Linked DNA regions of Anser cygnoides: region 2 is linked to region 1. Evidence: chromatin contacts called from public Hi-C data. All regions are on one chromosome and are shown on one strand. The core of a region is the stretch at or near the end of the contact, and the rest is flanking DNA. Distances in the headings are between cores, read along the strand shown.

Evidence for each region. Hi-C and Micro-C count contacts between places; a contact is called where the count stands out from the background.
Region 2: a contact with region 1 is called in a Hi-C map of liver, with 3 times the contacts expected there. The contact joins the enhancer-like site here to the promoter of LOC106038195 in region 1. A contact is called at or near these places in 2 of 7 Hi-C or Micro-C datasets (both in liver).

What each region holds. Positions count from the first base shown.
Region 1 is chr3:117,857,383-117,863,542 of Taihu_goose_T2T_genome, reverse strand. LOC106038195 (zinc finger protein 11-like) reads left to right here and starts at 3,347. Exons shown (of 3, transcript XM_048065735.2): 1 at 3,347-3,546; 2 at 3,967-4,593; 3 at 5,397-6,160. The coding sequence starts at 3,390.
Region 2 is chr3:117,936,658-117,942,817 of Taihu_goose_T2T_genome, reverse strand. It overlaps LOC106038206 (cytochrome P450 2K1-like), which reads left to right. Exons shown (of 9, transcript XM_013184558.3): 4 at 48-208; 5 at 2,627-2,800; 6 at 3,316-3,457; 7 at 4,330-4,514; 8 at 4,722-4,863. Among named protein-coding and RNA genes, the nearest start is that of GLYATL3, 15 kb to the right of the region's middle. Within about 2 kb of position 3,992, at least 2 of the 3 cell types and tissues checked have open chromatin away from gene starts, as enhancers often do. A contact at or near this core is called in liver, where this site is marked.

The sequences.
Region 1 (6,160 bases), core at 2,098-4,597:
CCTTTTCCTACGATATTATTTTTGACAAGTGATGGCTCATTACTCTCTGTTAAACTGTCAGTGTTTTAGTATTTGGTTTTCAAATTATTACCATAGGCAGAGGTACCAATATCCTATAGTAAGATTTCCTCACAATTTCCACAGTAAAATCTTGCTAACCTTTAACTTTCAAGTTGAAATTTCCTTTACCACATTTACTTCATATTTATATTTTTTTTTTTTCAGAAAGCCTCAACACTATTTGGTTATTTCTAAGATCAATATTGAGAAGTACCTTATTTTGTGTATTAAAGATGATAATAATAATAATCCAATCAGCCCTACACTACTGCTGAAAAGCTTTAGCATGTCTGTGCTTTGAAGCAGAAACATGAAATGTAGCCACATTGTGACCTTGGGGACAATGTTGTTTCTTTGGCTGTTTTCATGATGTTCTCCAAAACATGACATAGCTGAGCCCCTGGAAAAATCAGTTTACATGTGCTCAGGGGAGACTTAGTTTGACAGCTATATTGTCCAGTGTGCTGGCACTGAGCTCCTCCCAGCACAGCTCCTTTTCCCATTTCCCCTTTGATCATCAGGCACATCCACATGTTCTAGGGGGCCCTGCTTGAGCAGGGGGTTGGACCAGTTGATCTCCAGAGGTCCCTTCCAACCTCATCCATTCCGTGATTCTGTGAAGAGTGCACTGGGGCTTAATGTGACTTCGATTCCCTGCTGCATTTCTCTGTGGGCATTTGGTGTTAGAAGGCTCTGTCCCTAAGTGTTACTCATTTCTTTGCCAATGACTAGCTCCTCACTACGTGTTTTCTTCTCTTCCCTCTGGAACAGAGTTTAGTGAGGCTGTTTGGAGGAGAAGAAAAAAAAAAAAAAAGTTTGAAAAAGAGAAAAACAACTCAGCAGGTTTTACAATAAATGAATCTATTTAGTTACTAAGTCTCAGTTTGTTATTACAACATCCTGGATCCCTGAAAGCTGTTAGTCCTACCTCACAGTCCTAAAACAGCCAATAGTGTGCTGACCAACCCTTCTAGGGAGAATTTTTCCCTCTTTACATTAGCTGCTAGACGAATGATTTCTTTCCCAAATCATCCAGTCTTTTTTTTTTTTTTCCCCCAGATGTATTTCTACGTAGCTTCCCCTTTTCCTGCTCTAATTGCCAGACCATAACTGCCCTTACATTACTTTGCTAGGAACAATTGTCTGACTTTTCTTACTCTGAAAGTGACTTTATCTTTTATCCCTAGGGTTTCAGGCTTTTTGCTCAACAAAGATATTTCAAGCTTGATTTTATTTATTTATTTTTGTTACGTGTCAACCCCCAAAATTTCTGAAATTACTCCAGGAGCAGTTGATGTCCATGGCCTGATGACGATCTGAAAGTGCCTACAGCTGACCATATTTGTCTTGAGGTTTAAAACAGTACCTTTTAATGCCTAGGAAGAGACTCGTAGTTGCCACCTGCCAGCATTCACAAATGGCAGGTTGGGCAGGTACCTTTGTGAGTGCTAACAACACACAGCCACTCCTAGAAATGGAAACAGGAGCAGGAGATAGGAGGTGGCATATGCAACAATAGGGCAATAATAGTGCTTAGACAGCAGCAGCAGTCACAGTCTGCTGTAATCAGACTGTGCTCCGCAAAGCAAGGTGTTACGCAAACAAATACAAAAGCAGAGGGCCGCATGTATCCTACCTCCTCTTTGCTTAAAAAATTAAGAATGGAAATAGGTATCAATCTCCCTTCAGGGTGAATATGTAAACCAGAATATTCCCAATTAAGTTGTTTTTTCATTTTCTTCTTTACCTCAGATGCAGACCCAGGTTACAAGAAGCATCAGCTGTCTGTGTTGTGACGAATATCCCTTTCAGCTGTTAACCACTGTGCTTTTAAAATGCAAGTCTGGAATAAGCTCAGGAAAAACGATTCAGCAAATGTCTGAGACGCACAAATCACTGTGAGATATCAGTGTACATACACATCACTGAGGATTCAGACATGACTCATAGCCCAAAAAGTAATCTTATTCACAGTAGATTTCTTGCAGGTTAGTCTCTTTTTCATAGCTGGGTTTTGTGCATTTTGAGACACCTGCTAATGAGAACAACAAATGTGTGGGATATTACCTTTTGGCTTTGATAATCACAACTGATGTGATGTATTTTTCCTCCTTATTTTCTATTTGAAATTCAGATCTTATCTGCCTCCCTTTCCACAGGAGGTGTTCTGGACTGGCTAAACTGGGACAGGATTATTTGCGATCTCCCATGTATTTTTATTTTTTTTCGTTGCAGAGCCTTAGACTGAACTCGTGGCTGCAGAGCCCTCTTGTGGCGATTCAGCCAGTTCTGGCAGGAGGACTCTGGTACTATTTTTTGATTGTTTTTCCCCGTAGGAAGAAAACAAGATTGTTCTATGGATTGCTGTGACAAGCAAAAGTCCAGGACAGACATCCAGCCCATCCTGGCAGCTGCTTCTCACAAACTTTCTAATTATGTAAGAGATTCCCTAATTCCTTGAGAGTTGAAACACAGAAGGCAATATTCCTCTCAACTTTGCCTAAATCAAGTAGGAGTTTTCTCGTTTGTTTGTTTTTGATAAAGTTTCTGCCTAGAGGCTTTGTTGCTTCTATTTGAAAATATAGCCATGCCACCTGCACCGCACAGACTGAACCTATAGGTTGGAATATTGCCTGCAATGGCTGGAGAAAGGCAGGTATTCCAGCCATTTGTTGTTACCTGGAGTTTCATCTCACCGTTTGTTAACAGGAGGCTGCAGCCCTGTGTTCAGGAAGAGCCATCTTGTTTTAAAAGTGAGGGCTTCTAAAATAAAGGCTACCAGCATGCCAATATGTACAGGAAAATCAGTCTGCACAAGTATGTACCTGTAGCATTTACAAGGAACAGAGAGTTTGCTGCCAGCAGCACCTGAGAGCTCATGAGACCAATAGATAACGTTATCAATCTTTTTAGGGCAAACGTTCATTAGATCAGTTGATACGTTATCAGCCTTTTTAGGGCAAAACCGACCAATTTCACTACTGAACCGCTTTTTAGCTCAATTTATTTCCTTTGCTGCCTTTTCTCACAGAACGGATGGGGGCTGACGTTACAAAACGTTTGAACTGCCGGCGGGCGGGCACCGCCCAGCACCCAACCCCTCAGGGAGCCATTTTAGTGACGGGCCGCAGCCCCCTCAGGGAGGCGGGCAGCCCGCCACACGCAGGCCACGCCCCCAAATCCGGGCCACGCCCCCAACCGACCCCACGCCTCGCCCTTGAGGCCACGCCCCCACGCGGCTCCCTCCAATCAGACGATGCCGCCCCCGACCTCCTCCCCCTCCCCTCTCAGAAACTGCGCGCCGAGCGGCACCACTCTGGGCTGTGCGCATGCGCAGTCGGGCCGTTGTGGAGGCCGAGCAGGGTTTGCTCGCTGGTAGCGCGGAGCGGGCTGGGCCCGGGTTGGGTCCGGAGATGGCGGGGGAGCTGGCGGGGCTGGGCCCGGCGGGGCTGGGCCCGGCGGGGCTGAGTCCGGCGGCGGAGAGCGGTACGTGCGGTGTAGGGGGGGTGCGGAACGGCTGGCGCGGAACGGCTGGCGGCGCGGGGCGGGCCGCGCTGGGCTGAGGGGACGGGAGAGGGGGGACGCAATATGGCGGCGGTACGGGAGCGCGCATGCGCAGCGCGCCGCTGAGGGTCTGTCAGGCGCAAACTGCTCCAGCACGGGGCCCCCACGGGCGGCAGCTCCCCCCAGAGACCCTGCTCCTGCGTGGGCTCCTCTCCACGGGCTGCAGCTCCGGCCCGGGGCCTGCTCCTGCGGAGGCTCTCCATGGGCCGCAACCTCCTCCAGGCCACATCCACCTGCTTCACCGGGGGCTCCTCCACGGGCTGCAGCGTGGAGATCTGCTCCATGAAAATCATTTAATTTTTTTTCATAAGTAGTCTCAATGCAGTGTGTTTTTCTCCTCAGAGTCGGATGTCTTTGAAATCATGCTCCCAATTACGATCCTTGTGCTGAGTGATGATGACTGTCTCTGTAATGAGACCGAGGAGCAAACAGTGACTGTTCCTGAGCTGAAGAAGGAGGATAATCAGGAGGCAGGCTTCAGTACCAACATTCTCCTAGAAAGCAACACAGCGCCTTCAGATGCCAGTAGTGGTTTAAGCGTTTCGGAAGGAAAAGAGATTGCTGCAGATAAGGATGATTGTGTGAAATACTCTGAAGAAAAACGGGTTGATGAGAGTTTGTGTAATGAATTGATGTTATCCCTAAGTGATCAGTGTGATGCAAGCAAAGATAAGTGCAATCAAAATGGATTGCCAACATCACCTTTGAAAGCAGACCTTGATGAGATAAATGAAACCAGTGACAGGAAGGAATGTGTTGATAACGACACTTGTCAGAAGATTCCTCTCTTAGCAGCAGCTGACAGTGAGGGTAGAGATGTGACCATCAACACGGGTGAACAGATGATTTTAGCAGTAGTGTGCAAAGATGAAGAAGAACATGCTGATGTTGCAAATGTTCTTTCTGCTGGAAGCCAGGAGAAACAGCTGGAAATCCCCACAGAGATGGAGGCAACTGTTAAAGTGGAAGGTAACTGGTTAATAAGATTAGTGCAGTGGTTGAAGACATCCAGTAAATATCAAGCCTGAAATAGGTGGGAAAACAGGAATAATCCAAAATCATTTATTTTAGATTAATCTTTCTAATATAGATTTTTATTACATGCAGCAGAAAGAGACTGAAGTATGCGTAGTTCTTTCATGGACTGATGTGAAAAATAGTGGAACACCAAGAAATTGGTACTGTTTCACTCTGCTGCACTTTGTGAAAGGGCTGCCTGTGACTAGGGGAAAAAGATCTGAAAATATAAACTCAGGGTACATTTTATTTTCCTCTCAGGTACTAGAAAGGCATAAAGGAGTAACAAGACTACTTGCACTCCTGGCAGACAGGATAGCAAAAGGGACATCATGCATGCACTGTGCAAGTTGCCATCTGAAGAACTGAGCCCTAGTGCAGTTCGGTGGCGGTGCTTTACAGCAATTCTGGCATAAAGCTCTGCATAAAATTTGCATAGATTACACTTGTCTTGTGAAATTCAGAGCTCCTGAGGAAACAAAGAGTGAAAAGATGAAGTGAAAAGGATTTCTTTCCAATAAGAATCCAACAAGGATTTCTTCTCTTAAAACATGATTTAAATATTGGAGGAAGGGTGGGGGCAAATGGGCAGAGACATTAGGAGGGAAGTAGGGATAGGAAAATGTTTTCCTAAGTGAAGGGCATGTATAGCAAGGTGATATACATTAGGGTATTGGGGGTTATTACTACCAATTAATTATGAACATTGGTTGTTGTGTGATACGTCATGCATGTGACTGTTTTTATCCCAATAGATACTGATTCTTCAATGAACGGAAGTAATGAAGCTGACAACAAAACAAGTAAGAGCGGCAAATTTGAAGCCCTGAGTTCAGTTTTGGAACATGGCTTGAAAGAAGAACCTGAACCTACCCAGAGTCATTCTGCTCTGTTTGCAAATAGATATTCCCCTACTTCAGAAGAATTGTTAAAAGATACAGGGGACTTGGAGATGAATGCTTCTATTTCTGCTGAATCAAGTGCTACCGAAGAGCATATTTATAAGTCATTAACACCGTTTTCTAAAAAAAGACATCAGCAACAATATATTGTTTCTCCTCATGAAAGCCCAAATGAAATACAAGGCCAGCAAGAAGGTTTAGCATGGCCCAGTAATAGTCTGAACATCAAACCTTTTTCTGAAGCATCTTGTTCCATAAATAAGCATGAAAAAATAAATTTGAAATGCAGGTTTTGTAGTTCTGTATATAAATGCGCTGCACTTCTGAAGAGACACGTTCATTCAGCTCATAAAGATAAAAAAATTCATAAATGCTGCTTTTGTAAAAGAACCTTCTTCTTTTCTGTCAACCTGAAGAATCACATTAAGTTTCATAAGAAAATGACTAGGTTGCGAAAGGTAAGAAAAAATAGAATGAATGCTAGAAAAGTTAGGCAGAGAAGAACTGAAGAAAGAAAATCAGAGACCAAGAAAAAAGAAAGTAAATACAAGAAGTTTTTCATCAAAATTGAAAGGGACTTTACATCTCTGGGCGTTCCGGTTGTTTTTTCCTGCAGA
Region 2 (6,160 bases), core at 2,743-5,242, 79 kb before region 1:
CATAGTCTCTTGCCACAATGTAATGTCTTTCTTTGTTCATTGTGTAGGAAAGCCCTTTGATGCTAGTAAAATAATTAATTCAGCAGTTGCTAACATAATTGTGTCAATATTACTGGGAAAACGATTCGACTACAAAGATTCCAGATTTATAAGACTTCTACAGTTGACCAATGAAAGCGTGAGGCTTGCTGGGAAACCTTTGGTTACGGTAATGTTAAACAATTTTATGTTGCTGTTCTACTGGATGCCATGGGAACATAGTAACATGGGTAGTCTATTGTTTGTATTAAACAGAAAAATCTGAGATACCGAGAGATAATAGGTTTACAAGCACTTCCTGGGGCAAAACAAAGCTTAAGATAAAATGTGGCAATCTTAAAACCCACAACCAAACCCCAATCTCTCAAAGACCTACTTAAACTATAGTTTGATGAGTGTTAAATCTGGACTGAAAAAATCAGACTATTCTCCCATCTCCCTTGCTCTGAGACATTTTCTCCCTTGTGACTGAATTGTTTGCAGAGTACTAACATAAAATGGGTGTGAGAAAAAAAATAAATAAATAAAGTAAAATAAAATAATATAAAATAAAAAGATAGAGGACAAGAGATATTAGTGAGTTTAATTTTCTGTGAGATAACTTTCCCAGCACAATGTATTGTTCAGAAATTCGGATGCTTGTGTTGGTACAGTCAAGTTTGGTATGAGGAAAGGAACACCTGAGAAGGGAAGGCAACAAGGCTTGTCGTTTTTTTTTGTTAATTTGTTTGTTTTTCTGGCAGCAATGCTGACCGAAATGCCTGCTGAATTGGTCTTTAAGAAAAGCAATGAAATCCTGTAAGCTGCTGCCTGTCAGGGAAAGGGGAGCACTGGGTTGTCTCCCAGCTTGGTAAATGCAGCAGTCATGATACACCATCAGGGAAGGTGTCTAAACTTCCAGTATATAGACCGTGACGATTTTTCTAGACAGAAGACAGTTGCGACTTTTTAGCCTAGAGAAGAGAAGGCTTGGGGAGAGGACCTTATCAATGTCTGTGGATACCCGCAGGGAGGTGCGGAGAGGCCGGAGCCGGGCTCTGCTCGGCGGTGCCCAGGGCCGGGCCCAGAGGCCCCGGGCCCAGCCCGGAGCCCCGGCGGCTCCCCCTGCCCCTCAGGCAGCACCGCTGGGCCGGGCGGGTGCCGGAGCCCTGGCACAGGCTGCCCCGAGAGGGGCCGGGGGCTGCTCCTTGGAGAGCTCCCCGAGCCCAGGGACGTGGGGCTGGGCACCCTGCTGGGGGGGCCTGATAAGGTCAGGGGGGACCAGAGGGGCCCTTAACCATTGTGTGATTGTGTATGATTCTGTAACCCTTTTAACTCCTTCAACAACTAAAACAACAACAACAACAACAACTCATTTCTGCGAGCTCAAAGTTAATTATTCAACAGGAAAAAAAAAAAAAGGAAGAAGAAAAAAAATCTCTTTAGAGCTGTTACTCCTCCCTTGGTCCAATTCCAAAGATCATGGCAGAAAAGGACAGTCAGGGCCATGGACCATGAATAACTTTTGCGGACACGATCTTCTCCCAAATACTCTTATCTGAGAAAGCAGAGATCTATCTCTACACACACATCTTGTAGTGCATGACCAGCAAGCCCAGCATTCTCCCAAAATGTTTCACACGTATAGTGACAGGGCAACACAGGACACCCTCTCAGAGCATAGGACGGGGAGAAGCTACAGAGTTCATGGTCTACCTGTACAAGAAGAATACAGAATATATTTTTGCATGCTTCTGCTACACAGAAATGTCTCAATGGGTAATAAATATGCTCAGCTAACTGCATGCAATGCTGCCACACACCAGGTTCACTTCTCTCCCTTTGGGCTTTGAAACAGGAAAAAATGTTAACAGAAGAGCTGGCCAAAATAATATAAATAAATAAATAAATAAATAAATAATAATAAAAACTTGCTGGACAATATTTCAGTTAGCATGTGGTATAGGTTCTTTTTTGTACAAACCTGAAGTTTCACGATTTTTAGACATTTCACCAGCTGCACAGATCCCACTGTATACATCTGTGCAGTTCTGCTTCCATTCATCAGATGACAAGGATTTAACATACCGCCATTTATACTGTTGTAACAGTGGCAAAGCACAGCTTTTTATTCCAATTTCTTCCTCATATTTTGAAATATGATCCATATATGCCTGTGTGGTGACACAGACTAAGAAAACGCATGTGAAATAACTGGTAGTCTTTGAATTTTTGCGGTTACTTGCTGCTTTCAAGTGATGGTAGAGGTGGTCTGCAAGGAGGGAAAGGTTGTCAAGAACATACAAGGAGCTACACAATCAGTCCAAAGGTCTGTCCCACCACTGTCTCCTGCTGGCCAGCTGCAGATGTTTAAGTCACACCTATGCTTCTCCTGCAAAATAGTCTCTCAGCTTCCAGTAACTTGGGGCTGAGAGGTTTCCTTGGTGGATTTTCAACCATGAATTCATTCAGCCATGTTCTAAAGAAGAAAATATAAAGTCTTCGGTTTTGTATCTGCAAAATGGGCATGATATCATTTATTTGTTCCTGTAAAATGTTTACAGGCCTTTGGCTGGTAAATTTTATCTAATGCCTTTCCCTCCTGTAGATGTACAACATCTTCCCATACCTTGGATTCCTCCTAAGGGCTAACAAGACTCTTCTCAAAAATAAAGATGAATTCCATGCTTATGTGAAAGTTACTTTTATAGAACATCTGAAAACTCTGGACAAAAATGATCTAAGAAGTTTTATTGATGCTTTCCTTGTTAAACAGCAGGAGGTAACTGAATCTTCTTTTCATTTCTTCAAACTTTTATGGTTATATGAAGACACTTACTATTACCTTTGAGTCCTAATAATTATAGCTATATTTCCTAACATAAATCCTTTTAAATTTATTTAATTTCTTTCTTTTTATTTACTTTTACAGTTTACCAAAGCTGCATTTTTCCATCTGCTCTGTCTATTGTCCTAGCTCTTCTGACTCTTTTAAAAACATAATGCATTACACAACAACCTGGGCTCTAGTGGGACCCTTATTTGCGGCTGTTATAGATCTTAGTTACCTTTTTCATACAGAAAACAGCTCTCTTTGCAGCTGGCCCCAGTAAGGGCAGAGATCATACAAAACATAAAACTTCTTTCAACACTCTTCTCTGGGTACAAGCCCAAAGCTCTTTTTCTTTCACACTTTTTCTTAAAATTCACTTTTAGTAAATATTTAGCTATCTATATTGCATTTTCCTATGGAAAGCTATAAGTTTTCATCTTTTTACCTCAACCACTCCTTTCCAGGAGAAATCCACTTCCAATGGGTATTTCCATAATGACAACTTGCTAAGCTTGGTGAGCAATTTGTTCACTGCTGGCCTTGAGACAATTTCCTCCACACTAAACTGGAGCCTTCTGCTGATGCTCAAGTACCCTGAAATTCAGAGTAAGTGGTTTTATGACAGACGCTCTTACGCTCGGGAACTGAACAGGACCCTTGAGGGTCAACATATCTGTCAACGCATCGAGTTTAAAAAAGCCAATACTTTCAGTTAATTATTATCCAAGTATCACTATGCCCTGTGGTTGAGATCCAGTGAGGGGCACATCGGTCAGCCTAGCAGTAGATTATAGTCAGATTTTATATTGGCCAGTTTCTCATTAGTTGGAAAAACAGCCATGTCCTGTGTTGGGCAATGAAATTGTTCCAGATTTCTTTCAGAAACACGCTGTTGGCAAACCAAATGCCTATGCAGACATTAAATGGATGGTACCTGGTCTTTAAATGCTTGAGGACATTCAGGGAATTGTTTTTCGTTTAACATCTGCAGTCCAGCTTACGTTTCAGGGTTGTTAGGAGTCTAGCAGGGCTTTTGACACAGAACAAGAAATTTCAGGCAGAAGAGAGGCCAAAAAAAAAAAAATATTTTCCTACTCACAGGGAAATCAAAGAGAATCCTGGAAAACATTCACTAAAATATGGTTAAAATGTAGCAAGTCAAGGAAATATGGTTTTCTTCTTCTCTCTCTTGCTCTTTTTTTTTTTTTTTTAACCTTCTCTGGATTGGGAGCACTCTTAAATCTTAAATTATCCATTTAAATTAACCAAATCCAGGTTTCTTAGTGGCAAAGAAATAATCAGACACTGTAAATCTGTCCACCTCCTGTTATTTCTGAAAGAAAAAAAAAAAAAAAAAAAGACTGACAGAATTTATGGTTCTCAGTTGAGGTATTTTATAGTTTTCCATCAGTGAAGCCCAGTATGTCTCAGGGATGAAAGAGTCCTTGTCTGTTTCTTATATTGTATTCCCTCGTCAGGAAAGGTTCAAGAAGAGATAGAGCAAGTGATAGGGTCAAACCCTCCACGAATCGAGCATCGTACTCAAATGCCATATACAGATGCTGTTATCCATGAAGTTCAGCGATTTGCTAGTATCCTGCCATTGGATTTGCCTCATGAGACTACTACAGATGTCATTCTCAAAGACTATTTCATTCCCAAGGTGAGATGCTTACAGGACTGTTTCTTTTAGCATTTCTCCAATCTCAGACATGGTTAATGTGATATATATGAACACTTTTGTGAAGTTACGCAATGGAAGCCAGAATAATCTCTTTGTCCAGGCTGATTTCTTCACATTAAAATCTTACTGTCATTACTGCCAACAAACTATTTTTGCACAGAATAACTCCACTGTCCTGTTTTGCAGGGAACCTACATCATCCCCTTGCTGATCTCTGTCCTGCAAGATAAATCCCAATGGGAGAAACCAGAGATGTTCTATCCTGAACACTTTCTTGACTCCAAGGGAAAGTTTGTGAAGAAAGACACTTTCATGCCATTTTCAGCAGGTACCTTCTGTTTTCCATTTACTACTGTTGCAAGTACCAGTCTTAGGCAATTCATACTAGTGGTTCTTCGTTATTGAAGCCTGGCCTCCCCACACTGCCTTTCTCATGGGACCATTTCACAACTCATTTCTCAGGATGCATTTCTCATAATAGAGAGTAATCACAAATGTCTACTAATTCCTTCAGCCTCTGGTTGTCATCAGTTTCTCTGTATTCAATGATTATAAAATAGAATTTGTAGTGTCTTCTTTTTAAATGTGAGGGAGGCTTTCAGAAAATTCCATGATAGTTTAGGTACGACATTTCTGCTCTATGACCTGGGCATCTTTTTTCTGGCCCTTTTTAAAAGTCCCATTCAAAAAGTCCTCAGCAGTGTCAGCCAAACAAATCTTCATATCCTGTACCAAAAGAGAGGGGTTGCATTATATAAATACCCAAGTTCTCTTTAATATCAATGAATGTAAAGGGGTTGCCTTTGAGTTTCCCACAGAGAGTGATGTTCACCTAAGCTTACACACCTGTATCATTTTCCAAAGCATGAGAGATTCCTATCCTCACAATGACTGCACCTTCCAAGGCATCTCTCCTGTTCTTCAGGTTCTTTCATTGTTCAGTTAATTTCCTATACATCAGTCCCTGGCCAATATACACACAATACTCTGCACTTTTTATGGACCTTATTTGTGTATTTTTAGTTGTGTGTGACATTTGAATATGTTTTTTTCTCATCATACTCAACATACAACATATAGTAAAATCCATTTGTTCATAAAATAATTTATGATATTGCCAATTCACAAGCCTTATTTTTCAGATTTAAGTCTAAATCTCCCAGCTGAAATCACATCCAGGGAGCATCAGCTCTGGGCATTCCCTGGAAAGCTCAGTTCATAGCACAGCTATGCCTTAGCATGTTGTTTTCCACTTTCAGTCAAGGAAGGGAGTTAAAATCAAATTTCATTTCAGGCCTTTGTTAGTTCTGGCCTTGAATTATCACGCTTTGATTAAGGAAGTTTATAAACTTATGAATTTGTCCAGGACTGAGAAAAAAAATATATTCACGGCAGTTTTGGAGAAAGGTTTATATTAGGGGCTCCATAGAACATCTCCACCGCCTCCCTGCTCAGTCCCACCCTAGCCAATATATGTGAGTTTCCAAGGCCTTTTTGATAAAGTGTAATAAGAATAAAAAATTAAAAATTAAAAAAAAAAAATGCCTGTGACTAGGCTACACTAGCCAAAGTCAAGACAAAAACAGCCAAAGTTGGCCTGGGAACCAAAAACTGAACCAATCCCA